Linked DNA regions of Mus musculus: region 1 is linked to region 2. A link is a contact called in public HiChIP or PLAC-seq data. All regions are on one chromosome and are shown on one strand. The core of a region is the stretch at or near the end of the contact, and the rest is flanking DNA. Distances in the headings are between cores, read along the strand shown. Region 1 overlaps Hsf2bp (heat shock transcription factor 2 binding protein). Region 2 overlaps Slc37a1 (solute carrier family 37 (glycerol-3-phosphate transporter), member 1).

Region 1 (4,652 bases), core at 1,253-3,752, 690 kb before region 2:
TCCTGTGGTGTGTTTTTCCGACTGTATGCCTATGTATTACAGGTTTCTCTTACTTAGTTCAGGAGCCCCTTAAATCTCTGTGGCAGATACTTCCAGCCTCTGTGCCATCTTGGCCTTGGCGTCTCTTATATTTTCCCATGAAGTGAGATTTTCTTTTTCTCTTTGTATGCTGAATAATTTTGGATGCATCCTGGGCATTTGAGATATGTCAGAAGCCTCATGTTTAAAGCCTTTGGAAGATTCAACAGTGCATTGGATTTGAGCCACAAGTCACATGTTGTTTCAGTATCAGCCCCATGTCTGTAATGTTTCAACCTGCTGTTTCCCAGGCCAGTGGAACTGCCCTGTGTGTCTTCTGGTGCCACACAGGGGCTGGTTAGCGGCCCAGAGACTATGCTGTGTATGATGAGGTGAGACTGGGAATTTAGAAGTATCTCTCTGAGGTCCCTTCCTGAACTGCTGACTCTCCATAGTGCTCTTAGTGCTCTGGTGTTCCCCAGCTGGAATGCAGAGGCTTGGTGTGGTCTAGAGTATTACTGTGGCTGCTGCTTAACTGCCTGCAGCTACCAAGGTCCTTCAAGGTGGGGAAACATCCCCTTCTGCAGCATCTGAATTGCCTGAGGCTCCTACTATTACTGTGGCTACCAGAAGAATCCCCCTTTCTTCTACTCAGACAGAGAGAGCCTTCTGTGCAGTCTGAGTGCAGGCCAATGGGAGCTGGTGGTTTGGTCCTTCATGCTCTGCTTCCATTTCCTCAGCTCATGTGCTGCTCACCAATCATGGTCTCAGTAGCTGCTCCATGCATTGTGTTCAGTGGAGAGAGGATCCATGGTGATACCCTGTGTAAGCCACATAGCAGTCTGCACTAGTGTTTTATGCTGACATGTCTATGTGCATGAACAATGCATGCTGTAATGTGACATGTAGTTTTCTTTGTAATAGCATTAAAACTTGACTGTGGATCTTATCTGTTTCTTGGGGGATGGGGGGCGTGTCTCAAAAATTGCAGAATCCTAATGTTGAGATCACCTTTCTCTGCTTGAGGGGACATTTGGAATATTTTTAATTTCTCTACATATACACTGCTACAATGAACATTTGGTAAATATTTACTTGTGGAGCTGTGTGTTAGTTTCTGTAGGAGTTTCCCCAGAAGTGGGATTTTTGAGAAGTGGCACCCATGCAGATGTAAGATGCTGCTATTGTACTGTCTCCTACACCCTGTCAGCATTTTGTTATTTATTCCTATGGAGAGTATATGTGTCATCAGTCAGTTGGCCAGCCATTCACCCAGCTGCGTCCCTCCTCTGACTTGGAATACCAGTGAGGTGGCATGTTTTTTGCATGCTCATCCCATTAAGTCTTCTCTGTGAATCACCTGTCTGTATCCTTCTCTGTTTCCTGCTAAGCTGTTTCCACAGTGATGTGCTGGTGTCTGTGTGGGCTCTGGGTGTTGATTCATTGCCTTCTTTTCTTCTGTGGTCTCTATAAGTGTTCATGGACCAATTAATCTCTCCTTCAGCTTCCCAGCAAGCATTGTGTGAGGGCTGCTTCTTTGCTTCCCTTCTTTGGCCTCTATTCTTGTGGGTCTTAGTAAGCACATGTTGGTGGTAGTGATGGTGGACCTGCTGCAGAACCATCAGATTGACTTCCCTTCCCAGCAGCCTTCCAGGATTGTACACAGTCAGCTTCTATCTCCTCCACTGAAGTCCCTTTGCTGTTGACAGTAGTCTGAGTCCACTTAAATAGGGCCTTTGCTATGCTGTGCTGAGATTTTTGGCATGTCTGTGATTCACTTCTCTCCTGGGGCTTTTGCTCTTATCACTTTACCATCAAAGGATACTCACTTTCAGAGTTGTGCCTCAGGGCTAGAGATGGGTCCAGCTTTCTCCCAGCTGGTTTTTAACTGTAAAACTTTCTTTATGGTTCAGTTGTTATGGTGGTTTGAATGAGAATGGCCCCTTGTGCTTGAATGTGTGACCCTAGTTAGTGGAACTGTTTGGGAAGGATTAGGAGGTGTGGCCTCATCTGATGAAATGTGTCACTAGGGGTTGGTTTTGAGATTTTAAAAGTCTACAACTGTCCCAGGTAGCTGTCTCTTTGCCTTGAGTTTGAGTCAGATCACATCCTTCTATTCCACTTGCCACTCACTTTAACTATAGTCCTAGATAATGGTGGGCAGAAATCTTGTTACAGCCTGAGTGCTATGCCTTCAGGTTCCTTCCATCAAATAATTCCATTGATTTTGAATCCAGCCTCTCTCAAGCTCTCAGGACTGGAACAATACAACTAGAGTCTTTGCCAAAATGTAATGTGAGGGGCTTTGTTATGTTACTTTTTTTGGAGAGATGTGAACAAATGTCTGCTCCCCCAGACAGGGCGCTGATTAGCTTAGTGAACCTAAATGTTTTGGGTTGCTTACTGAAACATGGATGAGTCAAAGGCAGCTGCATACCTGAGTTCTGACGCCAGCATGGGTGATGACTCACAGGAGCTGTGTGTCTTCACTTCCCTGGACAACCTGGAGGCAGCGGGCTGATCCTCCAGCAGTTGCCAGTGCTGATGTAACCTTGGGGAGAGGCTCTCCTGAGTTTCAGGAACTTCCCAAGAGTGTGTTTGTTACTTCCTGAGTTTTTCTTCCCCTGCTGTCATGTGACACTAGTATTTCCATTTGACCCTTGATGGAATCAGGCAACCCAAAACTCTTGCTTCATATTAGACATGTGAAATTTTTTAGCCTTTTAAAGGTGATACTCAGTTGAAAAGCATGAGGGAGAAGCAACACACTCATTGGACACACTAAGGCTTTGGCCTAGTTGGTAGAAGACCTGCTTTTAGCACATAGGAGGCCTACCCTGTCACCATACAAATCAGGCATAGAGGCGCATGCCTGCACTTCACACTCTGGATATAGAGGTGGGGAATCAGAACAGAAGTTCAAGGTCACCCTCAGTTATATAGAGTTCAAGGCAGCATAGGCTATACAAGATTCTGTCTCAAAGCAAACAGATAATAAAAATAGCAGCCCTCACTCTGACTATTCCAGACTTGTTGTCTTTAGCCAATAAGAGCTTCCACGAGAAGGGTCTTAAAGCAATCCACATATGGCTGAAAGATATGTCTTCCAGAGAACGAGAAAGACATGATCCAATCACAGAGGTGGGCTGTCTCTTCATGACATGTAGATTCCAGGAATTTGGCTGTGAAGGCCCTGAGGCTCCACCAGGTCAGTACTTCCACTGATTTCCACCCAGGTGCTAACACTGAGGAGGATAAGAAAACAGTAACTTCATGGAGAAGGACTAGGTGGATCTGAAACTCTGAGATGTGTTTCTGCAGTTCACCATTTGTGACTAGAAATGGCCCTGCAGAGCCTGTCCTCCCTCCTACTTTCATCTGACCAACATGCAGTTTGTTCTGAAACCCATCTCATTGAAACACAGTATCTGCCACTTAGGTGCCATTCAGGGAGAGGATGTTCCCTTTGCCAGGATTGCAACCCAGTCCGTACCTGGGGTAGAACATTCAGCTGAGAACCAAGTGGTCACTTGGGAACAGGTCTTTCCAGGAGTCCTATTCCATGTCACCTGTCAGGGGTCTCTTCCCTACAGGTGTGGGGCACGTTAAACTCAGCTATCAGCTACCCTTTTCCATGACTTCTGTCTTAGTGTCTTAGTTAGGGTTTTACTGCTGTGAACAGACACCATGACCAACGCAAGTCTTATAAAAAAAAGCAACATTTAATTGGGGCTGGCTTACAGGTTCAGAGGTTCGTCCATTATCATCAAGGTGGGAGCATGGCAGTATCCAGGCAAGCATGGCACAGGTAGAGCTGAGAGTTCTATGTCTTCATCCAAAGGCTACTAGTGGAAGACTGACTTCCAGGCAACTAGGGTGAGAGTCTTAAGCCCACACCCACAGTGACACACCTATTCCAACCAGGTCACACCTCCAAATGGTGCCACTCCCTGGTCCAAGAATATACAAACCATAACATTCTACTCCCTGGCCCTCATAGACTTGTTCAAAAACATGAGCCTATGGGGGCCATACTTAAACATAGCGTAATGCAAAATGCATTTAGTCCAACTTTCAAAGTTCTCATAGTCTATAGCAGTCTCAACATGTTAAAAGTCCACAGTTCAAGGTCTTTTCTGAGATTCATCCAACTAATTAACTGTAATCCCCAAAGCAAGGTAGGAAACCAGCTGGGCAAAGTCCAAGTCCAAACTCTGCATCTCCATGGCTGATGTCAAAGCAGTCTTCAGATCTCCACTCCGTTTTCATCTTTGTTGACTGCAACAAACTGCTTTCTCCTGGGCTGGTTCCATTCCGTTAGCAGCTTTCCTCAGCATGTATCCCATGGCTCTGGCATCTTTAACATCTTTGAGTCTCCAAGGCAATTTCAATGTTACAGCTTCTTGTTTCCGTGTCTGGGATTCCACTTGATCTTTTGGACTCCTCCTAAGGGCTGGCATCACTTCTCCAGCTCTGCCCTCTGTAGCACTCTAAGCTCAGGTTGATCCACTCCACTATAGCTGCTGTTCTTGGTGATCATCCCATGATACTGACATCTCCAATACACTGGGGTGTTCCACTCCAACTAGGCTTCACCAATAGCCTATCATAGGCTCTCTTCATGGTGCCAAGCC
Region 2 (4,622 bases), core at 1,559-4,058:
GCCACAGTCGGTCTCATTGTTCAGGAGCCAGTGGGTGGGGCCATGCCTGGTGCTGCTGCTAGGGTCACTGAATGGAGACTCAGGCCCATCTCCTGCAGTACACTGCTTGTGAAGCTCGCCCTATGGCAGACAGAGAAGGGGAGGGGGAGGACAGAAAAAGTGTTTACTTGGGATGTCTCAGCCGGGACAACCTGAGTAGTCTCCCCTCCTCACTGAGCAATGGCTCTTTGAGCAGAAAGAGGCCCCTGGTAGGCGTCTGACATCCACAGGAGTTCCTGTTGTCGACAGGAGGCTCTGGCAGCATTTTGTAATAACTCCAATTCATCCCCACACAGCAGCCAACCCTAGCAGCAGCAGCCTCTCAAGGCCTAACATGGAGATAGTGTCAGGCAAGGGAGTGCCAAGCTGAGGACCAACAGCCATTCATCCCTGACAGGCTGCCCCTGCGGGGAGGAACGGGGTTAACGGCTAGATTTAGACAGAGAAATTCTACAGAGGAACGGAAAAATGAGAGTCTCAAAACAGAAGAGCCAGAGGAACTCAGGCCGTGCAATTTCATTTCCACCAGTTCAAACACAGACAAGACATCCCAGTGGCAAGTTAAATCGTTTTGCTACTTAGAAGGGTGATGATAGGAGCTGGCACAGGGGGCTGGAAAAGCCTTAACCTAGATCCTGGGTACCCAGGTGTATAGGTAAAGACCTGTCAAACAGTCGCTTAAGACTAATGCACCTTTCTGTGTACAGATAATTCTCCAATTTAAGAAAAAAATATATATATACATCCACACACATCCATGTACCTATCCATCTGTCTATCTATGTATCTATTTATGTATGTATGTATGTATGGATGTATGTGTCTATCTATCTATCTATCTATCTATCTATCTATCTATCTATCTATCTATCTATCTATCCATCCATCTATCTATGCTATGTATGTATGTATGTATGCATGTATGTGCCTATCTATCTATCTATCTATCTATCCATCCATCCATCCATCCATCCATCCATCCATCTATCTGTCTACACACACACCAGTAAGGCAGATGGCCACCAGCCTCCCTTACCAGGACCAGCAAGCTGTAATAGGACAGAGGCGCCTGACTGGTGGTAGGGACAGAGAGGGAACGGCATGGCATGAGGAGCATGAAGACTGACAAGTCACAAGCGTCCTGCCTCGATCTCCCATCTGCACAGAGGCTGCTGCTCGCTTATAGAACAGTGACTGCGATGCTGAATACCAGGCTGTCTACACGATGTGTAGGATGGAGCCACCTGAAGAAGGAAGCCATAATTCCGGCGGGGGTGGCCAGGACTATCTCCTGGGTGAACTGAGGGGCAGGAACTCACTCTGTCACATCTGTGTCCCCTACCGCTAGATTTAATAAAGGCCCTGGGTCACATGAAGCTCAGAGGGAGCAACCCATCAGGTATGGGTGAAAGTCGGCAAGGGGGAACTTCTGGTCAGGGAGATGCTCCTCTGGAGACAAGAAATTCTTCAAGTGTCCAGGAGCTGGATCCTGAGTCATGGGCCTGGAGCGGGTGCAGAAAGCTGATCCTGTCAGGCAGTGGTGGCGCACGCCTTTAATCCCAGCACTTGGGAGGCAGAGGCAGGTGGATTTCTGAGTTCAAGGCCAGCCTGGTCTACAGAGTGAGTTCCTGGACAGCCAGATCTACACAAAGAAACCCTGTCTCAAAAAAAAAAAACAAAAAAAGGAAGAAAGAAAGAGAGAGAGAGAGAGAGAGAGAGAGAGGGATGGAGGGAGGGAGGGAGGAAGGGAGAGGGGGAGGAGGGAGGGGGAGGGGGAGGGGGGAGAGGGAGAGAGAAAGCGGATCCTGCTTTATAGCATGGGGCAGGGAGCCACCAAGCAGGCAGTAGGCTTGTTTACTTCTGCCAGGACAGAATAGCTATCATCTGTCATCTTTCAGATGACAGAATAGTCTTGTCATCTGAAAGGCTGCCTTGGTCATCCTGGCTGGACGCTAGATTTCTGGACACAAGTCACTGAGCCCCAGTGTATGAATGGAGCTTCTCTACTTCATTGGCTTTGTGCACATCCCTGAGCTGTTCTGACTTAAACGTCAGCCCCAAAACTCAACACCTTATACACTGAAGTGATTGCCTCCCCACAAGCTTCCACTGGCAGTATCTATGTGCTATAGGGGCTCTGGCTTCTTTGTCATGTTAAATAGAACACAGTCACTTGGCCCTTCCCCCACTCAGGCCGCTACCCCTGCCAGGGCCACTAAATTGTGGCTCTGTGTGTGTGTGTGTCTATCCCATTTCTACCTGTGAGACCTCAGCTTTCTGGCTACCTTAGTAGGTGAGAGTTCCTGCCTTCCCTACACTGTTCTTCCTCAAGGCCACCACACCCAAAGAGGCTTCTGTTTTGCTGCTCACCTAGAACAGACTCAGGCCAGGAGGGACTCATCTGCCAGACGAGGCAAGCTTCTAATGCCAGCCTTGCACAGAAGTGAGGGATATGGATTCTATAGGCTGTGCTCGGAATAGAATCCCTGAACCGTCTCCTGTGGCTTAACCTGTCCGGGGTATATCACCCATGAAAATTAGAACAACTTAGGGATGATCCCAATCTTCCATACGTCTCAGGAAAGGTTTCCAGGTCCTGCCATGGTGAGCAGCATCGAGTGCTTTGGTTAGTTAGGGTCACGGGCTCTTGGTTACAGACAGGCGTAGGCTGGGACTGTGGACTACCGTGTCTGCTTATAACTGACTGACCTCAGTCACGCTCCCTGGCCATCAGCTCTGAAGCCAACATGACAAAGAATGAAGTCATAGGGTGGCTGAAGGATGGAGTTCACACAGAGGGCACCACCCAGGTCCTTACCCTCCAACCGGGCCAGCGCCTATAGGTTGACGCCACTCTGCCTGGGCAAGGCTTCCACAATTAACCTCTGGTCTCGATGGACATCACCTTTCCCCTCCCCTCCCCAGCCTTTCATGTCAGAATGTCATCTTTGCCTCTTCTGTAGCTCTGCCAGGAGGCTGCCTCCAAGACATAAAGAGCTCTGAGGATATCTAACTAAGCACATTAGTTTTCAATAACATTGCTCTGTTTTAATATTTCAATGATGTTTGTTCTGAAAACCTGACATTTGCAGGAGAACAAACTCTCACGTTGGACTGCAGTGAGACACACTAGGCTCCCACAGACTGATTGCCAAGGAAACATTTGGGGGAGGGGCGTGTCCCATTGAGAACCACAGCTTACGATGTCAAAGCAGTATCTTTCGCAAAAAAATTAACAGGATTATCTTTCAGCGGAGCTACACCGAAAATCTATCAGCCTGCTATAGCAGTTGGTTAATGAAAACTGATCAGGGAGTTAAAAAGTGTTTGCCTTGCAAGCATGAAGACCTCAGATCTCTGGAACCCATGCTGGGGTGGGGTGGGGCGCGGGGGGGGGGGCATCCATTTCCTCCACCTATCCCTGGGAAGGTGGAGACAGACAGATCTCTAAGCATAGCTGGCTAGCCAGGTTAGCCTACTTGGCAGGCTCTAGGCCAGTGACTCCAAAACAAAACAAAACAAACAACCATACAAACAAACAAGATGGAATCTGGCCAAAGAATGATTCCTAAAGTTGATGTCTGGCTTCTACATGCATGTACATATATGCATACCTGCATACACATAAGCATGCCTGCATACACATGTGCATACATACTCTTTCTCACACACACAGAAGACCCAATCAGTCAAAAGAGTGTCAGGGCTAGTGAAATGGCTCAGCTGGCACGGGTGCTTGCTGCCAAGCCTGAGGACCTGAGTTCAATCCCCAGGGCAGGTACAAGGAAAGACCCAACTCCTACAGAACATCATTTGACTTCCCAATGCACCCTCCCCACACATACATACATACATACATACATACATACATACATACATAAATGTAACTTAAAAAGTTAAAAAAAAAGATAGTGGATCCTATCTTTGGTGACCTAAATTTTTACTCAAAAATGCCGTAATTTTCTCAAATTTTCACCTATTGAATATGTCCATGCACTTTGTTTCCCCTCTGGGCCAGTATAAACGATGCTGCAATAAAGACATTTATACTAGCTGGGTGTGGTGGGACATGCTGTACTCAGAAGTCTGAGACAGGAATGCTACAGAGTTCTCAAGGCCAGCGGGGTTTCCCAGTAAAACCCTGTCAAAACGACAACGGAAGATGCTTCTGTGTTAATTATGGATGCTTGTTTTGATAGCTTTGACCAAATGCCTGAGAAAAATAACTTATAATTGGGTGTAGTTTGGCTCTTGGTTTGCTAGGACAGTGGGCTGTCTTTGGCCTCAGGTTTCTGAGCTGTGGGAAGGCGGGGCATCGTGGTGGGCGGGGCCTCGGCAGGATATGCTCTTCTAAGACCCACCCCCCAAGTGATCCATTTCCTCTGGCTAAAGGGATCTTCCACAATGTCCCAACTGTTCAAATTGAATCCAGTGGTGCTTAATCTACTGACAGGTCAGCGCCTTCGAGATCTACTAGGATTCTCTCACCTCCTGGGCATCACTAAGCCATCAAGCGACAAGGTTACCCATCCCAGGCAGCAATCTCGGAATTAAAAACAGTTGTACCCTCCTCTGTTTTAAGC

What was found. HiChIP or PLAC-seq counts read pairs in DNA pulled down with a chosen protein or histone mark.
Region 1: a FOXA1 HiChIP or PLAC-seq map of pancreatic cancer cells shows a contact between it and region 2. The contact joins two enhancer-like sites. A contact is called at or near these places in 2 of 484 Hi-C or Micro-C datasets (cortical neurons and embryonic stem cells) and 2 of 115 datasets of contacts at active chromatin or transcription factors (differentiating embryonic stem cells and pancreatic cancer cells).

What each region holds. Positions count from the first base shown.
Region 1 is chr17:32,001,296-32,005,947 of GRCm38.p6, reverse strand. All of the region lies in intron 6 of Hsf2bp (heat shock transcription factor 2 binding protein), which reads left to right. Among named protein-coding and RNA genes, the nearest start is that of Hsf2bp, 31 kb to the left of the region's middle. Within about 2 kb of position 2,502, at least 21 of the 459 cell types and tissues checked have an H3K27ac peak or open chromatin away from gene starts, as enhancers often do. A contact at or near this core is called in pancreatic cancer cells, where this site is marked.
Region 2 is chr17:31,310,992-31,315,613 of GRCm38.p6, reverse strand. It overlaps Slc37a1 (solute carrier family 37 (glycerol-3-phosphate transporter), member 1), which reads right to left. Exons shown (of 20, transcript NM_001242427.1): 4 at 1-120. Among named protein-coding and RNA genes, the nearest start is that of Slc37a1, 17 kb to the right of the region's middle. Within about 2 kb of position 2,808, at least 22 of the 459 cell types and tissues checked have an H3K27ac peak or open chromatin away from gene starts, as enhancers often do. A contact at or near this core is called in pancreatic cancer cells, where this site is marked.